Linked DNA regions of Hordeum vulgare: region 2 is linked to region 1. A link is a contact called in public Hi-C data. All regions are on one chromosome and are shown on one strand. Each heading gives the region's core, a stretch centred on a gene start, on an enhancer-like site or on the middle of the called end of the contact. The rest is flanking DNA. Distances are from core to core; before and after follow the strand shown. Region 1 holds the start of LOC123401561. Region 2 holds the start of LOC123403874 (haloacid dehalogenase-like hydrolase domain-containing protein At2g33255).

The links. A called contact is a pair of places that touch in the nucleus more often than the background predicts.
Region 2: a contact with region 1 is called in a Hi-C map of leaf, with 2.9 times the contacts expected there. The contact joins the promoter of LOC123403874 here to the promoter of LOC123401561 in region 1. A contact is called at or near these places in 2 of 6 Hi-C or Micro-C datasets (leaf and seedling).

Annotation. Positions count from the first base shown.
Region 1 is chr6H:551,237,638-551,243,238 of MorexV3_pseudomolecules_assembly, forward strand. It overlaps LOC123401561, which reads left to right and starts at 1,900. Exons shown (of 3, transcript XR_006611126.1): 1 at 1,900-2,087; 2 at 2,493-2,951; 3 at 4,600-5,070. It overlaps LOC123401560 (receptor-like serine/threonine-protein kinase ALE2), which reads right to left. Exons shown (of 8, transcript XM_045095387.1): 8 at 5,391-5,601.
Region 2 is chr6H:551,976,785-551,982,379 of MorexV3_pseudomolecules_assembly, forward strand. LOC123403874 (haloacid dehalogenase-like hydrolase domain-containing protein At2g33255) reads right to left here and starts at 2,678. Exons shown (of 5, transcript XM_045097789.1): 1 at 2,178-2,678; 2 at 2,044-2,086; 3 at 904-964; 4 at 341-475. The coding sequence starts at 2,571.

The DNA.
Region 1 (5,601 bases), core at 650-3,149:
ACGAACCCTTTTGGTAGTTTTTTCCAACTGTCTAAGCATATATTTTTTTGTACACCCGGTGCAACGCACGGGCCCTTTTACTAGTATAATAATAAATTGAATACCTACTTTTAGGTCCTGTTTGAAACCATTGAGATTATATAATCTAGTTTTTATAATCTTTTATGTCTTCAAATAGGATAAATTATTATGTAGATTATAAAAACTAGATGGACAAGTTACTAAAAACTTATAATCTACTCTACCCGAACTAAAATCAGATTATAGATTGCTAATGACCCATTATCCATGTAAAATTGAAGATAATTACATTCCAATCACTGCCACCCTCCTCTTTAAAAAAATAGAGGACAGACAAGTCATTATACAATGTAAAACCTGGATTACAGTTTATATAATCTGGTCTGCAAACATGTCCACCTAGATTACCCATTATCCAAGTAAAATTGGAGATAATTACATTCCCGCCACCGTCACCCTCCTCTTTTAAGAAAAATAGAGGACATGCAAGTCATTATGCAATGTAAAACCTGGATTACAATTTATATAATCTGGCCTCCAAACATGTCCACCTAGATTATCTTTATAAACCAGATTATATAATCTATCTTCATAATCCAGATTATCATAATCTATTGTGGTTCCAAACAGGGCCTTAGTGTAATATTTGCGCGCAAAAGTCACCGACGGTCTACTTAGTTTGACATCGTATTGTGATTCATCAAGCTCCTATTCCGGTCCTATATTTTCCTTTTCTATTTCTCAGATGATTAATTTGCTAGATTTCAGATCATATTATGCATAAAAGCAGAGTAGATATTGCTCCAACGACTGAATAAGCGAGGTAGATTTTGTTCCCGATAAGAGGTTCTGTTCTTCCTTGGTGCTTAATTTGGAAGCATTTGTCACCTCCACGAAAATTCAAACTCTGCAAGCCAAAAATATTCAGGCTCCGAAAGCAACTCCGAGGGGCCGAGCCAGGGGCAGGCGCTTTGTTCTCCAATAATGATAAATTGAATGCCTACTTTTAGTTCGACAGTGTATTGTGATTCACCAGGCTCCAACTCTTCCTGGTTACCACTATGGAGGTGTTTGGTCCGCAGTTTTCCACCCGCTACCTGATTACGTCGCAACCTCATACCATTAATCTTGTTTGCTTGGCTCTGCCCGTAAACAAGGTCCCGCGTAAACAGATCCCGGCGTTTTTTTAGCCTGATTCCATCCACCCCCCACCGTAAACAAATTACTTTACAGCCAAAGCGAGGCGAGTTGAGGGACTCTTCCAGCCCCCGATCCCCAACCCTTGGCGCCCACTCATGAGTCGGGGTTGAAGCTAGTTGGCTGCCTAGACGTGGGGTCCCTGTTTTGTCGTCGGTATTCATTAGCGTTACAACAGTTAACTAAACAAGAATTGATTTTAGACCATACCATTTACATTAGCGGTGTAAACCCATTACGTTTACGTTTATGTTACACTTCTGAAACCAAACACCTCCTATATATAACCACAATAAAATGGCCAAAGTAAGCGGCTTTATCATATATCCATGTAGGAAAGAGAAGACGAAACCGACGTGTAAATGGGGTCCCAAATCGTTGGGCAATTCGTGACGTTTGGTCTCTCCACCGCATGTGCGCAATTCGTGGCTTCGTTTTAAGCATGGACATATTTGTGTGTCAGAATGGGACATCTTCCTACCAGCATAGGGACATGATGGATCAGAATTAATGGGGCACGGTGCACACACGCGTCCAGGCCGGGATGGCACTGGATGGATATCAGGGTCTCGCGTATTCACACATTTTCGGCACAGCCACATACTGATCTATCAGGCATATTATACCTAGCAGCCAGTACGTGCTGCGAGGCCGATCTTGCTGGCTATAAAATGCCCCCGGTCATTCCAGAGAGGGTGCACGGCAATATTGGGCAAGATCATAGAGAGAAGAACCAGCCATGGACACCACCAAGAGGTGCATTGCCACAGTCATCGTGCTGATGCTCTGCCTCCAGCTCCACACCTCCGCGGACGCCCGCCGCCTCTCCTCCGGCGGCGGCGAGATCCGGCTTCCAAGCGACGGCAAAGGTTGGTGGCCGTGTTTGAATGAAACGCATGCCATTGTTGTCCAAAAATACTCTTGATTTTTCAACTCCCACCGTTTTTAAATATAAGTATTTTTAAGTACTTCTTTCGTACCTGAATAATTGTAGTTGGGAGTATTACACTAAAGACTATTTTTTCTAGTATAATTCTTCCCAACTACTATTACTTAGGTACAAAATTGGTACATACGAAGCAAAATAACTACTATTATTTAGGTTCAGAATTGATACATACGAAGTAAAATAAATGAATTTACAATCTAAAATATGTCTATATACGTCTATATATGATCTGCAATGGAACCTTTTAAAAAACTTATATTCAGAAACGAATGGAGTAACTAATATGCCACGTGTGTAGACTAACCGTGTGCATGATTAACCTCAGATGATCCTACTGCTCAAGTCGGGGCGTCAAAGTTGATCAAGATAGACGACTCGTTCTATACCAGCTGTCCGGACGGCATGGTACTGGAGTGTATACTCATTGGATTCGCCCCTTTTTGCAAGTGCGTGCCTAAAAAGGGTGCCGGCCTCACCGATGGATCCATGCTTCCGAGCGACGGCAGAGGTTCGTGGCCGTGTTTGAATGAAGGGAAAATCTAACTAGCCGCGCCGTATTTCATGCTTACCGTGCGGCGGCTTGTCCTCATGCGCGTATCGCACGCACGACCAGTGAGCCAGCGCAACCGCACACTCCTCAACGCACTGTTGCTATAGTACACCGCTACTTTCCACGGAAAACGTTCGTACTACCACAGAATGTGTGATCACTGTGCCCCAGAAAACATCAGTGTTTGGCAAAGTACGCATCGGCATGGCTCTTTACAGTCATCATGTTTTTGCGGTAAGCATGTTTAATCCTTGCGACAGTGCTTTTTTCCAACAAATCCACGTTGTTCTATACATCTCTAAAATATAATGTTGACTAGTAAATAAATTCCAATCTAAAATATACAACTAAGCACGAAACTAAGCTTCAAAAATAGACAACTAAGTACTTGTAATTTGGGCAACTAAAACATATTTAATGACAACTAAGTAATTTAAATATGACAACTAAATATGGTTAAAATCTGGCAGCTAAGTCCGCAACCTAAAATATTCATATTGAATACCAAGTACTTGTAATCTGATAAGTATTTTATAATCTAGCAAAACAAGTACTATTTGGTGGCTGCGCGTAAGCACCCCTGCATCACATGACGAGATTTATGAGACAACACGATAATTAGGTAGAATTAAAATAACAAGCTACTTATTTTAATCTGGAAACTAAGTATTTTTCTAGCATGGCAACTAAAAACTTTTTAATCTGGAAACTAGGTATTTTTGGCAACTAAGAACTCTTTAATCTGAAAACAAGCTACTTTCTACATGGCAATTAAGAACTTTTTAATCTGGAAAGTAGGTTTCTTTCTACCATGGCAACTGAGAGCTTTTTAATCTGAAACTTAGGTTTCTTTTCTACCATGGCAACTGAGAACTTTTTAATCTGAAACTTAGGTTTCTTTTCTACCATGGCAACTAAGAACCTTTTTAAGCTGGAAACTACGTATTTTTTCTAGCATGGCAACTAAGACTTTTTATCTAGAAACTACGTGCTTTTTCTAGCTTGGCGACTACGAACCTTTTAAGCTGGAAATTAAGCGTTCTTCTAGCATGGTAACTAAGTACTTCTAAGCATTTTTTTTAGCATGATAACTAAGAATGGGTAGTTTGGAGACTAAGCATTTGCACGGTAAGTAAACACCTCTAATCTGGAAACTAGGCACATTTTAGCATGTCAACTAAGCTCTTCTTGTAATCTAGAAACTGAGCAATTTTTAGCTTGGCAATTAATCACTTTTTCTTCCTTCATTTTTTCACACTGACAGTGGTTATAAGATGCGTTGTCTAATGAGAAATTTGATGTTTCTTTGGACAAAAGAAGCAGGTGCGAACGGTGAAAACGACATGGCCAGTCTAGGATAGAATAAACGAGGAGCCATGCATGCATGCGCTGTCAGCCTAGCAAGACGCGTACCATACTTTTTCTCTGTTTGCATGTGAGTAGCATTTGGCTACCGGGCCGCCGCACGAGAACGCAAACATGCGGCGCGTCCTTGAATGAAACGCATGCCATTGTTGTTCAAAAATACTCTTGATTTTTCAACTCCCGCTGTTTTAAATATAAGTATTTTTTTAAATATTTATTCTGTATCTAAATAATTGTAGTTGGAGAGGACTAGTTTTTTCCAACTATAATTCTCTAGGTACAGAGGGAGTATTACGCTAAAGACTATTTTTTCTAGTATAATTCTTCCCAACTACTATTTTTTAGGTACATAAAGGATACATAGAAAGCAAAATAAACGAATTTACACTCTAAAATATATTTACATATGTCCATATATGATATGTAATGGAACCTTTTAAAAAACTTATATTTAGAAACGAATGGAGTAACTAATATGCTACGTGGGTAGACTAACCGTGTGCATGATTAACCTCAGGTGATCCTGCTGATCAAGTCGGGGCGTCAAAGTTGATCAACATAGAGGACTCATTCTATACCCCCTGTCCGGACGGCATGGTACAGAAGTGTATATTCGTTGGAACCACCCCTTTTTGCGGGTGCGTGCCTAAAAAGGGTGCCGGCCTCACTGATGGATCCATGTCGTCGACGGCGAACAAGCCGGGGAACAAGGACTAGGACGATGTCGACGTGGGCGCCGGTAACTAGCTAGCATTTGCGCCCGTACGTGTGCCATATACCATACGTCAAGCAATGGTAATAAGGTCCAGCACATATGGTAGCATGGACACCCTTCCCGTCTTATTGTACTACTAGCTTGTACACATGTGCGTTTATATACATGTTGTATTTTTTAGCTCCTGTGTATGCATGCTTTTATACACACAGATGTACGGAGTAGGATATAACCTCCGTTTTATATTACTTATAATGGAATAATGGTTAATTACTACGCACGGCCACCCTTTTTTAGCCAGTCACTCCATTGATTTCATTCCATGTCATCGTCTGCCGACGGAACAACCTCCGTTGGCATAGTTTGTTTGCTAAAGAAAAATGCAGAACAAATACAGCATGCCAACGTCCCCAAAGTTCGCTCTCAACGATGCAGAACATACGAGCCGTTCCATGTGAAATTTCTACGGTATTTATCCTTCCAACTTATGAAACAGACGTTGCATATCTTGGCAGCATAAACTCGAACACAAACACAAAACCATAAGCCACCCACCGCGCACACACCCTGCAGCTACAGAACGACAGCAAGAGTGAAGTCAACTGAACTGGAAACTATATATTTTTTCACCTCACCAATGAGAGTAAAATCACTTCAACTGTTAACAGTCCAGTACATCGGCAAGGCACGCACGATACAACAACATGAATGATATCGCCCAGATTTCTGGCAATAATTCCCCTACCAAGATCACACAAACCTGATACATGAAGAACGAACCACGATTTCCAAAAATTAGACAGC
Region 2 (5,595 bases), core at 1,428-3,927, 740 kb after region 1:
GCAAGGTTTTCAAAGGTTAGGCAAATGAATCAGTACACACGCACAAGCTACCAGAAAAGATTAAGATTCACAAAAATTGTCCTGAACTCCAGCTTATGTAAGTACTAGAATTAAGGAGCATTTAAGGAAAGCAGCACAAGCACAATTCCTTTTGATTCATAGGTATGATGGAAGTATGAAACTATAACTAACTGTGGAGCTTTCAAATTTTGAACTCATAATATCTACACTAATTTAGGAATCCCGATAGTATGCCTTGATAACTCAAACCATGGCACAAAGTAAACTGCACAGGAATCGTTCATATGCTAAGCTACAAAATGGGATAAAAAATGCTCACGTCATCCTTGAGGCTGTCACCAACCATGATCACCTCGGTTGGTGGAATGTCCCAAGTGGAGCAAATATGAAGCAATGGAGCTGGATCTGGCTTATAGGGGCGGAACTCTCTGCTTAATGCAGGCACAAATGTCATCTGCGTAAGTTTAAGATGTGTGAGATTAGCATATTGAAGATGATTGCAATATTACGAATACTGGAAAGTTATTTCACTTTACCACACCAATATATGACTAACAAAAAATCTAGTTGGTTGAGCATAAAGTAACACATGAATATTAAAAGACATGTATTATGCAGAGTTACAACATAACCTCATAATTTGGCTAAATGTGAACATTCAGCCTTTCTACATGACACAAGGATTGGGGAGCTCGACATGAAGGTATGTTCAGAAATCAGAAAGGTACAAGAAACTAGTTGCAGAACATTACCAGAATAAACACAGATTTGGGTTGAGTGTCCCAAGGTATATCACAGTAATATACATGGGCAAGAACAATGGATATCATCCTAAAAGTATAAGCACGAGATGAACAGAATGAGTTTAATGCAACAACTTACACCAAACCTTTGGTGAAACAAATCAACTGCATCCTTCACATTGCGGGTGATTAAACCCCTCCTGTGCAATACCAATGTTAGGAATCAGTAAAAACATAAATATCTCTAATCTGATAAAGTAACTACATACAGATGCCACTAATAATTGCAGTTTTTTCTGTACCATTAATCTGGTAGAATTTTACAATTACAAACAGATGCTACACATGAACTCACTGTCACATATCAAAAGAAGTAAGTGTGTCTGTTATATACTTACAGACAAGTAAACAACAAACTACTCCCTCCGTCCCACAATATAAGAGCGTTTTGCAAGCTAAAACAGTTTGCAAAACGCTATTATATTATGAGATGGAGGGAGTAGTAAGCAACATGCAAATCTGATGTGTAGCTGTTTAAAAAAAAAAAAAAAACGTGTCTGTTATATATAAACAACAAACTAGCAAGGCACCTGCTGCTAGAGTGCTTCTTCCTGATCACTAGGATTGATGGAATTAAGAAGACGGTCGGAGAATCATAATATTTATGGCTCCATAGAATGCAAATTCCCACTCCACGATGTATGGGAATTCCATGAAATAACATGATTGCATCATAAAAGTTGACAGAGAAAGACGTACTGAACATTAGGAAATACTCCCTCTGTCCCAAAATAAGTGTCTCAAGCTTAGTACAACTTTGTACTAGAGCTAGTACAAAGTTGAGACACTTATTTTGGGAAGGAGGGAGTATAAGGTTTCTAAATGAGGTAGAATGTTGTATGAGCAGATAACTTTATATTGTGATTGCTAATTTGCAATAACACGGGTTCTACTTGCAGATCAAATTTCCAGCCAGTCAATCTATATAGCTACAGCACTCTTTATATCATTCAAAAACAACCCCTATAACTTCCTGAAATGTTGGTCCGTACATCAATCGACAGTTGAATATTCATACAGCAAATCCCCAAATCATGGCATGAATCAACTTTTAAATAACTCCATGGTACTAACAGGTGCAAAGGCGATTACACCTGCACCAAATCAATTCTGAAAACAAAGTTCAGTTGGGCTCATAGTGAACTGCACAGCTAACTGAACTGAACAGAGCATCCAACGCATGCGAATTGAGCTACATTTTGGGGGCAAACAACCCCACCTGATCTGCCTCGCGTCGAGGAACCCGCAGAGCTCCGAGGCCCCTGCAAATCGCAAGCAACGTCACAACCCGATAAGGAAATCGGAATCCAACGCAAGGGGTGGGGGGGGGGGGGGCGACCGGGAGGGGCTCACCGGGCATGATCTGGAGGCGGTCGAGGCCGTCGCGCTCGAACCGGGCGATGGCCTCGTAGGCGCGGCGCTGCTCGTCGGGGCCCCAGGCCTCGATGCAGTGGAGGATGTCGACGGCGCCCCCGCCGGCCTCGCGAGCCGCCGCGTAGGCCGCCTCCCCGCCGAGCACCTCGCGGTACATGGCCGGGAAGTCGATGACGGGCACCGTCAGGGTCCCGTCCATGTCGAACACCACACCCCGCAGTGGGACCCTGCGGCGGGCGGTCGCCGCGGAGGAGGAGGACATGGAGACGGCGGCTGGGGGGCGGGGAGCGAGGCGGCGGCGTGGGAGGAGGAAGAGGGGGCGGGGGCCGCCGGCGAGGAGGCGGTGCGCGGGGAGCAGGCGGGGGAGGAGCATACGTGGCGCGGTCTCCGCCGCCGGACGGATCGCTCCGGCGTGTGGGTGGGTGGGCGGCCGGGAGTGTCCGTGAGGTGCGTGTGGCTCTCGTCCTGGATACCTTTGAGTAAAATGAAGCAAACATGAATAAAATTGACATATGGGTGAAACAATTTCACAAAATGAACCATAGATAAAATGATTCATCCGTATGATCCTTCTATGTGACGCCTGACATATAGACGCTACACTATACTTCATCCGTTTTTAAAAATTTCATTACGGAGTACATATCTATGTATATAGACATAATTTAAAGTGTACATTCATTTATTTTGTTTCGTATGTAGTCCGTAGTTGAATCTTTAACAAGACAAATATTTAGAAACGAATGGAGTATTATGCAGCGCCTTACTAATAGATGTGATACACCTGACCAGTGTGACACCCGGACCCTATTCATGTTTGTCCATCGCCTAGCTGAAAAGAGTTGCACTATATTATATGGCGCATAGTTGAAAGGAGCCACATTATTTTATATTAAAATCATTATAACTTTTAATCCATATATTCGATGAAAATATGTCTTATATGAATGGTGTACATGTTTTTGTGTTCTACACAATGGTAACATTTTCATCTATTTTAGATCAATTTGCTTGATAAAAAGTCTGTTGCAAAAGTGCATCATAATATAACTGACATAATATGTTAAAACTTACAACCTTCGCATGATGATAGCCATTGACCTATAACCTTTATGCATTTGCATTCTACATGAGTTTTGCATTACATAATGAGTACTTTCACGCCAAGGATATGCTTGGCATGTTAATCATCTTTAACATATTCACTTCTTGCATTTAAGTGACTAACATGATATAAACAGACTTATCTTACAAAGTTGCATTTTGTAAGACCATAGTAGTTAATCCTTGCATCATATGAATATGAATTAATTATGTCTAATTTAAGTCCATGTCATTTTCATACCCAATAAATATATGCACCATTATGTTTTGAAACACTAAAATACCTAAGGCAATGTTATGCCCGATTAACACTTGTTAATTTCATCAAGTCCATGAATGTCAACAGAACTTTGCATTTTATAAATCCTACTTCATGCACGTAATTTTTGAAGGTTTCATGTATATCGTATATGTATAAGAGGTTTTAGAGCACTTTTTTTTCTTTGAGAGGGGGAATATATTAATTTCACGAAGATATCAATTATACCTATCATCTACTTCTATAAGATGTCACAAAGACATCCAAGATGCACACAACTAAAAAGAGAAAATAAAAAGGAAGTAAAAAATTAAAGGTCTCGACATAGCGATCGACGCCTCTCAACAGCAGCACACATACCACCACCTAATACAACACCCGGAAGACATAAAATGTCTCCAAAAGCAACGCCCTCAAGAAGGAAACAGTGCAGAGGCGTCGTCATTGCCCGTAAAAAATCTTAGGTTTTCACCCTGTAGAAAGTTCGTGCTCTCAAAATAATTCCTTCAACAAGGCAATCACGTGGCACAACCAATGAAGATCAGGCCTTATGTTTTCACCTTGAAAGTCACAATCTGTCACCCGAGGAGTACCATCAAAAATGAAACATGTCAATGTTGCCGCCCCCACTTATCAGTTATGCTCCTAAGAGTTATCTAACACCTAGCTGACTTCGTCGCCGTCAAGGTTGTCTAATTGATCCTCTAATATCGGTCACCATGATCTTCTCCAGCGTTGTCTTCACGAAAATCGAGAAGCCGACAAGTCCCAAGGTGTCATCAACCAAAAGAGCTCTGGGTCATGCTCTCATGACCTTGTAGGTCGATATGGACATGTATACCGAAATCTAACTGATTCAGGTATCCTAAGAAAGAACTTCAACGGCCGTCCCAGAACACGTCGATGACTAGATCAAGGAGGACCGATCTTGCAGGACGTTGACATGAAGAGAAAAAGAGCACGAGGACCAACAACATACGCATCACGGCATCATGCCCCCATGTCGTATCGATCTAGCCCGTCGCCTCCTAGCCGGTTACCGGCACCGCCATGTTGCTTAGCTAGTAGCACATGCACACACATCTTTTGTGATGAACCGGGGCTGGAGAAACTGTGTTCCATTGCCCCCATGCATCGCCACAAAGATCCACCTCCTTGGCCGAACATCCCCGGTGGAAGGGGTGTCGCGGCGCCGCCGCCACCAGAGCCGCTATTCCGGGATCCATGCGTCGCAAATCAAATGACACCACTAACCAAGATTGTTATACTCGCAAAGCCGTCGGAGCGACAATGCATCACAAGGAAAAGCAGCCATCACAATATTAATCACCGCTCCAGATCGCGCCTCCCACTGCCCCTCCCGCTGCACCATGGTCACGAGGCTCCAGGGCCCGCCGTCCCCTTCACCGGCGGCGCCGGGGATTTCCCGACGGCCGATTCTGGGACGATGAGAGGAGGTGGATGGGAGGAGGGGGTGGCGGCTAGAGCGGAAGGGATCTCTCCCCCGGTCTCCCCTGGAGGGAGGCGACGTGAGGGATCCTCTTTTTTCATCGGGGAGGAGTCATCTTTCACCTTAGGGCACTACTTTAGTGATCTGAATGCTCTCATATTCCTTTCTAGAGAGTATTTTGCAAAAAGGCGCTCGTGGGCGGGTGACACAACCAAAACCTTTGCCCGGTCCCGTGTACGTCTCGTGCGAAATTCTGATCCGTCAGCCGAAAGTTGCTCGGGTTGCAGGAAACTAGCTTGTTTCGCACATGATCGGATTGACCGGATACTCCCGCAACGATGTCCCTCGGATGTTGCCTTTGGAAAACTATTGTCCTTAGAGGCAACATCATCATTATCCCCCAAGAGGGTTTGAATTTCATGCGATACGTACACTACAAGATCAAGAAAACGATGACGTTGCCTCCGATGGCAAAAAAAAATTCAAAGGCAACTCTTTGGGGACGTTGGTGCAACATTGTTGCCAGCCTTATCATGCACGGAACATGCTACTTTCGTGTATCTCCCGTCAAGGTTCGAATTTCA